Linked DNA regions of Sus scrofa: regions 2 and 3 are each linked to region 1. A link is a contact called in public Hi-C data. All regions are on one chromosome and are shown on one strand. The core of a region is the stretch at or near the end of the contact, and the rest is flanking DNA. Distances in the headings are between cores, read along the strand shown. Region 1 holds the start of TBC1D9 (TBC1 domain family member 9). Region 2 holds the start of SCOC (short coiled-coil protein). Region 3 holds the start of RNF150 (RING finger protein 150).

Region 1 (3,748 bases), core at 836-3,335:
TGGGTGGTCATGGAGTGGGCACTGCAGTTGGGGGGTGGGGAGAGGGGAGAGAGGTGAGGTTGGGCTGAAATAAAGTTCTTAAGACTCTATTTCCTATTTCCAAGGATGGGCAAGTTCCTCGGAGACAAAGTAATTACTGGGAGTGGGTGAGGAGAGGGAGGGAACTATACCATTGCGGAGGTAAAAAAGCAGGAAAGGCCAGCACAAATGGGAATGGGGGTGAGGTGCCAAATTTACTACCCTCACAATCTTGTTTCAATCAGATCCGCCCACTAAGTAGCAAACAACTAACTGCTGCAAAGTGGGGCCATCAAAGTCCTATTGGAGTTGAATTTTTCCATTGATGGGTGGGAAATCTCAGGTGACAAAGATTATGATGTCTTTAAGCCTATTTTATTTATCTGTTGAATGCCTCTTTAAGTGGTTTGAGACAATCCCACAGATCAAACCACCTGATCCCTTGTTGCGGTGGCTGTGGTGTAGGCTGGCAGCTACCTCCAATAAGACCCCCAGCCTGGAAACTTCCATCTGCTGCAGGTGAGGCCCTAAAAAAAACAAAAAACCAAAAAACAAAACCAGAATATAGCTAAGGACTTAATTTTTTTTTCTTCTCTCCTCTTTGTGTCCAATCTTGTTCTCAACACGTTTTTTTAAGTTTGTTTTGGTTTTTACCACTATTTTTACATCTTAATCTTCAAGAAGGTAGAGATTTTTGTGTGTTTTGTTTACTTATCCCAAAGGCCTAGAGTGCACGCATTCAATAATTACACGTTGAGTGAATGAACACATGAATTACATAAGTAAATAAGATTTTTGGCACCAAGAGATACAGAGTGTTAAGCTAAGATCATACTTTAACAAAGTTTCCTCGTGACTCAGTGGGTTAAGGATCCAGTGTTATCAGTGCTGTGGCTCTGGTTACAGCTGTGGCACAGGTTTGATCCCTGGCCAGAGAGCTTTGGGCTGGACAAAAAAAAAAAAAAAAAAAAAAATCACACTTTAGGGGTAGAGTAGAGAGGTCAAGACACAGCTTTGAGCACTGTAAGAACACCCCAAAAGACAGTACAAGGGCACTTAGCAAGTTTTTTTTAATGTTAATTATATAAAATAAAAGAATATCAATGGAAGCACATCAAAATATTAGAATTCTATATAGATTTAATACAACTTTACATACATACAGTTTGCAGTATTTTTATTTCTTAAAATTTACAATAAATTTTGTGAATGCAGGCACTGTACCTTGACCAAAAGATGTTTTTGAGTCTGTGTTAAAAAATGTGAAATGACCACAAATGTCTGGAAATCTAAACTATTTCCTAAAGAGGCAGGAGGTCAACGAATATGATAATGTAAAGGGAGACTTGCATTTCTCAAGAGCCCACTAGGTAGGAAACCAACATGTGCAGGGACATCTTCATTAAAATAGCTGGCAGGTGCTCACTGGACTATTTGAAGGAAGTCAGCAATCCAAGAGAGAGCTAAGTAATAAATGCGAAGTCCACACAAGAAAGTCTCATTTGAATGCTTTGCTCTTTTGGAAAGGGAGAGGTCCCTGGGGTTGTCCTATGTCCAAGACAAAGCAGAGTTTAGTAAATTCCCATCATCTGGGAAGAGGAGCCCCTTTTTGCTCAGCTATCAGCAGATCTACTGGGTGTAAAAAAGAAGTGAAAAAAAAGGTCATCGGATATGTAGGTGAATGGTCTGTGATGGCCACAGACTCGAAATACAAGGGAAAGAAAAACTGTCTAGGGATAAAGATGGCCTGGTTTGTGTGTCTCTAATTTCAATGATTCTTTTAAAAAATTTAAATCCATCCATTAAGTGTGAATAAATCCTTGGATTCTGCCATGTCCAGTTCTCGAAGCGCCAAATGCCTCATACAGGGACAGCTGTGGTGTGAATTAGTTACTCTAAGCTTTTGGGCTGCTTCCAACTTCGCTATTGCTTCTGCCCTACAGGTCAAGGAAAGAAGTGATGTAATGCACTTAGCTGGGCCACTTTAATTACAATGGAATGGAGAGGGGGAGGGGTTACAGGCGATGACAAGTTTAGCGCATGACTTGCCCTAGGGATGTAGGAAACAAAAACATCGACAACCATTGGCTGCGCCCACTTCCGACCCGGGTCCAGCTCGCAGCCTGGAACCTTGAAGCACGTTTCTTGGGAAGAGGGGTGGCGCTAACCTACAGAGCGTCAACCATAAACACACATACACACGCAGCGCGCGCGCACCCCTCCACCCCCACGGAGGCTGGCAGCGTCCTCCCTGCTGGGATGGGCGTGGGGCCGAGTGCTTGCCACCCGGTTCCCAGAAGGTTCCCGCAAAGCCAGACGCGGCGGCCGCACTCGGCTCGCAGGGCCGGTGGAGGATTCGCGTCCGCGGAAGCTGGTGTCACTCGGGCTCGCTCGCAGTGAGCCTCGCTGTCGTCATTCATTTGCAGTGTCCGGAGCGTCCTTCCAGCAGGGAGCTGGGCTTCGCCGAGGGTGCGAGCGGCTTCGACGCGGAGTGTTAATGCGCGGGGACCTCGAAGGCTTAGACCGGCTAGAGACGGAGGCGGCCCGGGCAGTGGGTGGGCGCTACGGGAGCAGCCGCGCCCCAGATCAGCTCGGCCCGACCCGCGGGGCCGAATCAGCTCGCGTCGCCCGCAGCCCAGCCCGCCGCCGGGCGGGATCCCGGGACTGAGCCACACCACTTCCTCCTCCTCCCGCTCCTCTTCCTCCTCCTCCTCCCGCTCCTCCCGCCGCCGTGGGCCCCAGGCGGGCTGCGGAGCGAAAGGCCTGGGTGTCTGCGGCCGCGGGCTCACGGGAGGCGGCGGCGCCGCCGCGGAGAGGATGCTGCTCGCGGCGCCCGCGTCCTCGCCGTCCTCCCCGCCACCCGCGGGAGCTTAGCTGTGGCCCGGGCGCCGCGGGCAGCCCCCTGGTGAAGCCGCTCTCTGCCGCGGCACCTTAGCCGGCGGGCGGGCGGGCGCGCGTGTGCCTGGGAGTGCGCGCCTGTGTGCGCCGGACCCGACCCGCCGCCCCATTGTGCGGCCGCCCGCGGCGCCCGGGAACATGTGGGTGAACCCCGAGGAGGTGCTGCTGGCCAACGCGCTGTGGATCACCGAGAGAGCCAACCCCTACTTCATCCTGCAGCGGAGGAAGGGGCACGCGGGCGATGGAGGCGGCGGCGGCGGACTGGCGGGTAAGGACTCGCGGCGTGTCCCCGCGGGAGGGGGGCCGGGAGCGCTGCGGCACCGCCCGCGGCCCCGGGCTGCGGGCACCCGAGACGCCGCCCAGTCCCTCGGGGCCCGGCGACCCGCCCCACTTAGCCGCTTGAAAGCATCAGTAGTCATCATTTTCGGACTGAAAAAAAAAGAGATGCCTCTTTTCTGCCGCTTCCAGGCGATGCGGGCCCTTCGTGGACCGGGAGCCCCATTCAGTGGGTGGTGTTGATGATGAGTGAATCTGGGGAGGGGGGAGCATAAGTCCTTATGATTTGAACGCGGCACTTCTCCCCTCCCACCTTTAAAAAATATTGCTTTATATACCGGCAAGAGAGGTGAAGGATGGCTAATTTTTACTTCATTCTCTTTACTGGTAATGGCAGGTTCAGGTATAAAATGTTCTTTTGTTTCCAGCGAAGCAATCGGAAAGGAGGCTGGTGTGGTCATTTCCTAGATTAGTTATGACCTAAGAGAATAAATAAGGAAAAAGGAATTGTTGTTGTTGCATCTAATTAGACATAAGAAAGCAAGTTATCTGGCTG
Region 2 (3,523 bases), core at 546-3,045, 290 kb after region 1:
AACATCTCAGCCTGTCTCTTCTTTTGTATAATGAACTTAGTAACAACAGTACCTCATAGTTTCCTTGAGATTTTTGTGAGTTGATACATATAATGTGCTTGCAACAATACACAGAAGGTATTCAGTAATGTAAGCTATTCTCTACCTTTTAGCTCTATTTCAGGCTACAAAAAGAATTTTAGAAAAATCACCTAGTCCAATTGCCTCATTTTACTAATAAACCTAGGCCAAGATGATACTAATAACGGTTTACCAAGATCATTAGCAGAAGTTACCGACAACCAAGACTACAGTCAATGTCCCAGTCTAGTTTTTGTTCCACCACAGCACCACAGGTAAGCTTACATCTGAGACCTGAGATTTTGAGACTTCCCAGTCCAACCTCAACCACCCAACTTTTCTGCATCTAAAACTCATTTTTATCATGTTATCCCCTTACTAGTAAACTAATAAGACTACTAAAATAACATCACTATGCATTAATATACTAAATTCTTTACATCTGTTACTGATTCATCAAATCAACAAGACATTGATTGCAATTTACAAATGTGAACAATCAAGAATTTGAACTCAGGTCTAACATGAAGTCCCTGCTTTTTCCCGATGCAATGGAAGACACATTAATACGACCCTAAACTAAATGTGCCAAACATTCTGCAAAGTTTGATGTCAAATTCCTTTGATATTTCTATTATCTAAGCAACTGAAGGCAAATTTCATTCCCTTCAAGCTGCATCTACTTTCAGCAACGCTTGTTCAGATCCCTTCAGATTGACTTGTTGTGGTTAGGTAAGTCTAATTTTAAATTCCATCAGGTTAAGGAATTGATCATAAACTAGATCCCCAGCGTGGCTAGCTATACTGAGTTTAATCAATGAGTAAGTATAGGCACAGAATACACAGGCATAGCTTTGGAGCCTCAGGTACAGATACAGTGTTGGGAAAAGAGCACAGCATCTGTCCTTAAAACTATTACGTCATAGTACTGGAACAAAACACTGAACAACAAAAGTCTTCCCTTTCAGGAATGTCTCCGGTTTCTCCTTTCCAACCCTAACTCCCCCGAACTTGTCCAGCAGGACCCTGAAGAGTAGCCCATTGAAACATCAAGCCAATGGCTGGTTTCAGCCCCTGAAAGGATGTCGCCAGCCCTTGTTTTACCGCTCCCTCGCTTCCCTCCCCGCGCCTCGGCGTCCTCTCCCCCATCGCTGCAGAGCAGCCGCGGTCAAGTCCAGGCGTGCCTGGTCTCATCCCACCCGAACGCCCCTCCAGCGGTCCCATTTCAGGCCAGGATTTGGACAGAGGCCTTGGACTCAGGAGCTGCGGGGAAAGGTCCGCCCCAGGGAAGGAGGGTGGCCCCCAACAAAGGAACCTCTGGGCCCAATAATGAGACGATGAGAAAAAGGTTGCGCAGGGGTTTGCAGGGAGCCAGGCCCCAGTCGACCGGCAGATGCCCCGGCCGTAAGATGCTCTTCCCAAGTCCCCGAAGCGCCAGGCGGCATCCAGCCCGCCCCGCCCTCCAGGCCCTCGGCGATACCGAGGCCCCAACGCCAGCAGCCCGGGGTTAGGCCCTCCGCGGCCCACGACGGCCCTCACCTGCCGTTAGAGGCGCCGGCAGGGGGAGGGATCGGGAGGACGCCTCAGGCCGGGATACTTGGGTCGACTGGCACTAGCAGCCCCGCCCTCTCTGCCCACAGAGCGTGCGCCGAGGCGGGAGGCCCGCCCCGTCTCGCCCCCGTCGTCAGCCAATCCCCACTCAAGAAGTCACGCCTGCGCATTCGCTGCCCGACGCCCCAGTTGTCCAATCTCAAAGCCCCGGGATCCACCTTTTGCCATAACAAAAGGACACCGGCATCCAATCAGAATTGAGGAAGTTGTGGGCGGGTCCAGGAATCGCAACACCCAATGACAGTACAGGAGCTAAACTAAGCGTGTGAAAGCCAACCTGAGACAAGCCGCTCTTCAGTTTCAGCAGGACCCTGAAAATGAGGCCAGGAAGGGAGTGTGGCGAATTCTGTCAGCTGTCAGGCAGGAGGTTGGTAAAATCGAACACTGGGCAAGAGAGAAATCATTCAATATCAAGAAGAGGGCAAGTGTGAACATAAAGGGAAAAGTACTGAGGTTCTTCAATTCTAAAAGCAGACTTTTCCATATTTTTAAATTTCCCATTAAGTGCTCCCCTAATGGATTGTACCTCACAGCATCTTACCCAAACTGTTACAAAATTCACAGTGCGCCTGACCATTTATTCATATTTTAGGATTGAGAAAATATCATAGTACTATTTTGGTGTATAGCCCTTTTGATCACTTTATCCCATTTGATCCTCACCGCAACCCATAAAATGAAACTTAAGAGTAAATAAATGTCCTGCTCAAGGTATAGACACAGTGTGAAATGCTGTGTGCCAGGCTTTGTGATGTAATGTAATCTGGCTTTATACCATTCACAGATACCTGGCACTTGACACAAAGCAGCATCCTGCTTGTTTTTAATATTTGTTATTGTTTTTGCTTTGACACATTCTTCTGAGTTATAAAGGTGAGCCATGCGTCTTCCTATTTCTTGACTGACTTCTAGCACAGTTTGCTAAGATAGAGCCTTACCTCTTTTAAGAAATATATTTTAAAAATTCCATTCAGTGTTTGAAAACAGTTTGCTAAGATAGAGCCTTACTTCTTTTAAGGAATATATTTTAAAAATTCCTTCAGTGTTTGAAAACTGTGCCTTGACCAGAATTAAGATACACACCATGATGAAAATTTACACACCATGAGGAGAATGCAATGTAGGAGCTAATAAGTGGAAAATAAGATCCAACGTAAATCTAATAGGGACAAAATGAGAGAGAATGGGTGTGGGCAGTATTCAAAGAATAATAACAGAATTTTTCAGGGTTGTGAAATATTTGAATTAGATTCAAGAAGTACTTATTCTTGAGCAGGATTAAAATATGGAATTCCATACCTGCACACATTATGATGAAACTGCAGAATATCAAAGACTAAGAGAACCGTTAAAAAGAGAGGTTTTTTTTTTTTTTTTTTTCACTAGAAGAACAGGTTTGGGGTTTTTTTCCCGCTTTTAATTTTAAGTAGTGTAAAATATGCATAAAAGATTTATCATTTAAACCATTTTAAAGTATGCTGTTCAGTAGCGTTAAATATATTCTCCTTTTTGTGCAATCAGTCCCTAGAACTTTTCATCTTGCAAAACTGAAACTCTGTGCCCATTAAACAACTCCCCATTCACCTGTTCTGCCTGGCCCTGGCAAACACTACTCTTTCTGTCTCTCATTTTCACTATTTTAGGCACCTTCTGTAAGTAGAATCATACAGTATTTGTATTTTGTGACTAACCCATTTTGCTTAGCATAACATCCTCACAGTTCATCCATGCTGTGGCATGTTAGGATTTTTTCTTAAGGCTGAATAGTATTCCATTGTGTATATGGGTGTGTGTATTTATATTTTGTTTATCCATTAATTCCTCAGTGCACACTTGAGTTGCTTTTAGCTTT
Region 3 (3,725 bases), core at 710-3,209, 310 kb before region 1:
TTACTCCATCATTATTTATCCATTTATATTAGCATACATTCATGGACTACTGTTCTATCCAACAGGTTGTAATCACTTACTATCATTATTTATTTTGGTGGTCTATTTATCCCAGATTTGACCAGTAGGAGCTCTTTCCAGCTGGCTCATGTGTCCTTTTTGCATATTTCCATCATGCTTTGAGCACTTCTTACAAGAGTTTCCAAGATCACTTCATACTTTCCCAACCCAAGCCCTAGAATCAGCCCTGGTTCCATTTAATGGAGAAGAGTACTTAGAAACCTAGATCTTCTGGCCACCCACTGTGCCCATTTTTTTCTAGCTTCTGAATGACAATAGCTCTGCGGTATATATATCATGATTTCACACTCATTTTGGATCCAATCTAACACCTCGAGGTTTTTAATAGCTTTCTATCATTCCATATTTGAATTTCCTTCTCCAGCACTAAGAAATCCAGCTCCCACGATATTTAATATTTCACTTATTTGCCCAGTGCCCCTGTAATTAATCAGTCTCCCAAGCAGGATGGAGATCAAGAATCTCCTTGATCCTTCCATCTCTTCAGCCTCTAACTTTTCCAAGGGAAGGAAAGGGCAGGGATAGTCATGCATTCTTAATGACACAGGTTCACCAAGTTTTGTGGCTGGAAGAAAATCACTAAGAGATAGAGAGATATGGGGAACCACTTTGGTTTGTGAGGCATCTGTACAAAACCTCACTGGGCTTTTTTAGGCAAAGGACACTTCCCTCAGATCTCTGGTGGTTCAGAAACGAGCAGCCAGGCAGTCTCCACTTTTACCTTCTTGGTTTTAGGCACTATAAAAAGCACTGTCCCAATTGCCTAGAAGCCTATTTTCTAAAATGACTAAGTTTAGGGAAACACACAAATCCAGCACATCCAATACCATAGGGACAAATTCCTCTAAGTGGTTCTTCTTGTGCCTGCTTCTAATTTGGGTACAGCTGGGAGTCTTTGCTCTCCCCTAACAGCTACCAGCTATTTGTACTGCTGCTGGAAAAAGAGCAGTTGTGCTGATGGACAGCCATTAACAGATTTCTGTAAACACACTAAAGTCCTGGGGAAAAGGTGGACGTTTGTTTTCATCATGAAGTGGGTCCTCGGAGTGCTCTGTGCCAGCTGGGAAGTAAAATGTGGGTGATTATGAACCATCAAGCAAATTGTTTTCGAGACTACAGGGCAGGTATCTCAAGCTAAGGAACATGACCGTGTGAAAAGATAACAACCAGTCAAACATTAGTTGGTAAAGACCTATGCTACATCACAGTTTTAAGAACACTACTCTAGAGGGGCTGTACGCTCTGTTGACTAGTTGTGATCTCTATGCCAGACTAGACAATACACTGTAGACAATAATAACCCAAACAAACCTGCTTTGCCTATTGATACTAAGTCCTCTGTTACCAGTCAGAACAACCAGAATAAGTAGTGAGGAAATATCTCACCTGATCTCTTTCCTTATAGAGTCAGAAAACACTCATTCTATAGGAAAACAAATGTCACATGCTTGCTGCCAGATGGTAAGAAAGAAGCCCATTTCTATACTCACCCTAATATAGAGTGGTTCCTAGATAAGCAGCGTCAGCATAACCGGGAAATTCATTAGAAAAGCAAATTCTGGAGCCCCACCCCAGAGATACGGAATGGGTAAAGGGGGCGCAGATGTACACTTCGACTTGACAGGCACTGTTCTAGATAGTCCGGGCCTGGTGCTGGAAAGAACCTCGCTACCAACTAGCCTTACCCGCTGGCCCTAGGACGGGTAATTAGGGAGCTCACCGCAGTTCCTCCTGCAGTTCGGAAAACTGACACACACATTTCTCTACTTTTACAGCGCAGGAAGCAAGAGGCGCTTCCTTTTTTGCCTCCACCTGGACCAAGTCGCTGATTGGTTTGAATTTGAGACCCGGCAGGGGTCGCTGCTGCCCATAGAGAGAGACCAAGGGAGCGTGGCACGCGAAGCCCAGTCTTTGACATCACACTAAGCTCCTCCTTGCACACACTAGACACACACACAAACATATACAGACACACACACACGCAGACGGCGTACTTCTCTCCGGCCGCTTGCTCCCGCTACCCGCGAGCCGGCCCCTCCCGAGGCAAGTGTGTGCCGGGCGCAGCCAGCAGCGCGGCTAGGAGCGGAGCGCCCTCAGCCAGAGGGACTCGCAGCAGTGTCGGCCGCCGCGCCCGGAGCGGGACCCGCTCGTCAGAGCGCTCAGCGTCAGCGGCCGGGACACCTTGGCGGCACCTCCGGCTGGAAGCAGCCGCCCCCGCCCCCGCCGGGGCTGCAGGACGCCAGGCCGCCACCCGGCACGCTGTTGGGCCCCCTGCCACCTCTACGAAAGCAGGAGAAGCCGGGCGAAGGAGCAAGACGCTCGGCAGCTGGACTCTGTCGCAAGCCCCTAGCGCCCCCTCATCCTGCGCCCTTTCGGCGCCCGCAAAGCGAGATGCAACCGCCGCGCTCCGGCTGAAAGGGGAAGGGGCCGCAGCCATCCGCTTGCCTGGAATCCGGTCCCCGCGGCGGCTGCGCGTCCCGGCCACGGCCCCTCGGGCCCAGGAGTGAGCAGGAGCGGTAGCAGGAGGAGGAGAAGCGGCCAGCCCGGGGTTGGCCAGGGCCAGGGAGGAGGGACGGCGCGGGGGGAGCGCGCGGGGGGCGGGGAGGGGGACCCGGCGGATAAAGATGGCAATGTCTCTCATCCAAGCGTGCCGCAGCCTGGCTCTCTCAACATGGCTGCTTTCCTTTTGTTTCGTGCATCTGCTCTGCCTGGACTTCACCGTGGCCGAGAAGGAGGAATGGTACACCGCCTTTGTGAACATCACCTACGCGGAGCCCGCGCCGGACCCCGGGGCTGGGGCGGCGGGCGGCGGCGGCGGCGGCGGATTCGCCGCGGAGCTGCACACGGAGAAGACCGAGTGCGGGCGCTACGGGGAGCACTCGCCCAAGCAGGACGCCCGCGGGGAGGTGGTCATGGCCAGCTCGGCCCACGACCGCCTGGCCTGCGACCCCAACACTAAGTTCGCCGCCCCGGCCCACGGCAAGAACTGGATAGCCCTCATCCCCAAGGGCAACTGCACCTACAGGGATAAGATCCGGAACGCCTTCCTGCAGAACGCCTCCGCCGTGGTTATCTTCAACGTGGGCTCCAACACCAACGAGACCATCACCATGTCCCACGCAGGTAAGAGGCTCGGCGGGCGCGGGGCGGGGGAGGGGAGCCCGAGAAGGATGGAGACGCCGAGAAGGACCCAGCGCCCGCCTCTCCCTCCTAGCTCCTTTCTGGAAAGTCTGTGCTTTGCGAAAGCCGCGTTTCTGTTCCTTGAACCTACTAAGTTTTGCTATGTGTTACTTCGTGGGGTCTCCAAAGAGTGGGCTAACTGCATGGGATGCGGGGAGGAACCAGAGAGTGTGTTCCATTTCGCCTTGTGCCACTCGGACCAGGCTTGGCCCAGGGGTGCTGGACTAACTTTTCCGAGTCCGATCTGGAAGGTGGGGGACGGGGGACAGAGCTCGGTTGTTGTTTTAGGCCAGTGACGGCCCGGCACCTGTTTGGAACCGGTAGATCTGATAACCCAGCTCTGCACTTGGGTTTGTGCATCAGGTATACTGCTGCCGGCGTGGCGTTTGTGTATCAGGAGGTGGGTAGGGTTACCAGCGCTGGCGCTTGCCACTGCTAACTTGCTCAAGTCGGGTTTCAGCTCT

What was found. Hi-C and Micro-C count contacts between places; a contact is called where the count stands out from the background.
Region 2: a contact with region 1 is called in a Hi-C map of skeletal muscle, with 3 times the contacts expected there. The contact joins the promoter of SCOC here to the promoter of TBC1D9 in region 1. A contact is called at or near these places in 1 of 5 promoter capture datasets (fetal liver) and 3 of 47 Hi-C or Micro-C datasets (fetal heart ventricle, heart right ventricle and skeletal muscle).
Region 3: a contact with region 1 is called in a Hi-C map of skeletal muscle, with 2.6 times the contacts expected there. The contact joins the promoter of RNF150 here to the promoter of TBC1D9 in region 1. A contact is called at or near these places in 1 of 5 promoter capture datasets (fetal skeletal muscle), 1 of 47 Hi-C or Micro-C datasets (skeletal muscle) and 1 of 2 datasets of contacts at active chromatin or transcription factors (skeletal muscle).

What each region holds. Positions count from the first base shown.
Region 1 is chr8:86,400,660-86,404,407 of Sscrofa11.1, forward strand. It overlaps TBC1D9 (TBC1 domain family member 9), which reads left to right and starts at 2,086. Exons shown (of 21, transcript XM_021101555.1): 1 at 2,086-3,184. The coding sequence starts at 3,055.
Region 2 is chr8:86,688,896-86,692,418 of Sscrofa11.1, forward strand. SCOC (short coiled-coil protein) reads right to left here and starts at 1,796. Exons shown (of 5, transcript XM_003357017.4): 1 at 1,740-1,796; 2 at 1,600-1,738. The coding sequence starts at 1,781. LOC110262150 (a long non-coding RNA gene) reads right to left here and starts at 1,595. Exons shown (of 2, transcript XR_002346763.1): 1 at 1,541-1,595. It overlaps LOC110262151 (a long non-coding RNA gene), which reads left to right and starts at 1,834. Exons shown (of 4, transcript XR_002346765.1): 1 at 1,834-2,038.
Region 3 is chr8:86,085,979-86,089,703 of Sscrofa11.1, forward strand. It overlaps RNF150 (RING finger protein 150), which reads left to right and starts at 1,960. Exons shown (of 8, transcript XM_021101554.1): 1 at 1,960-3,204. The coding sequence starts at 2,706.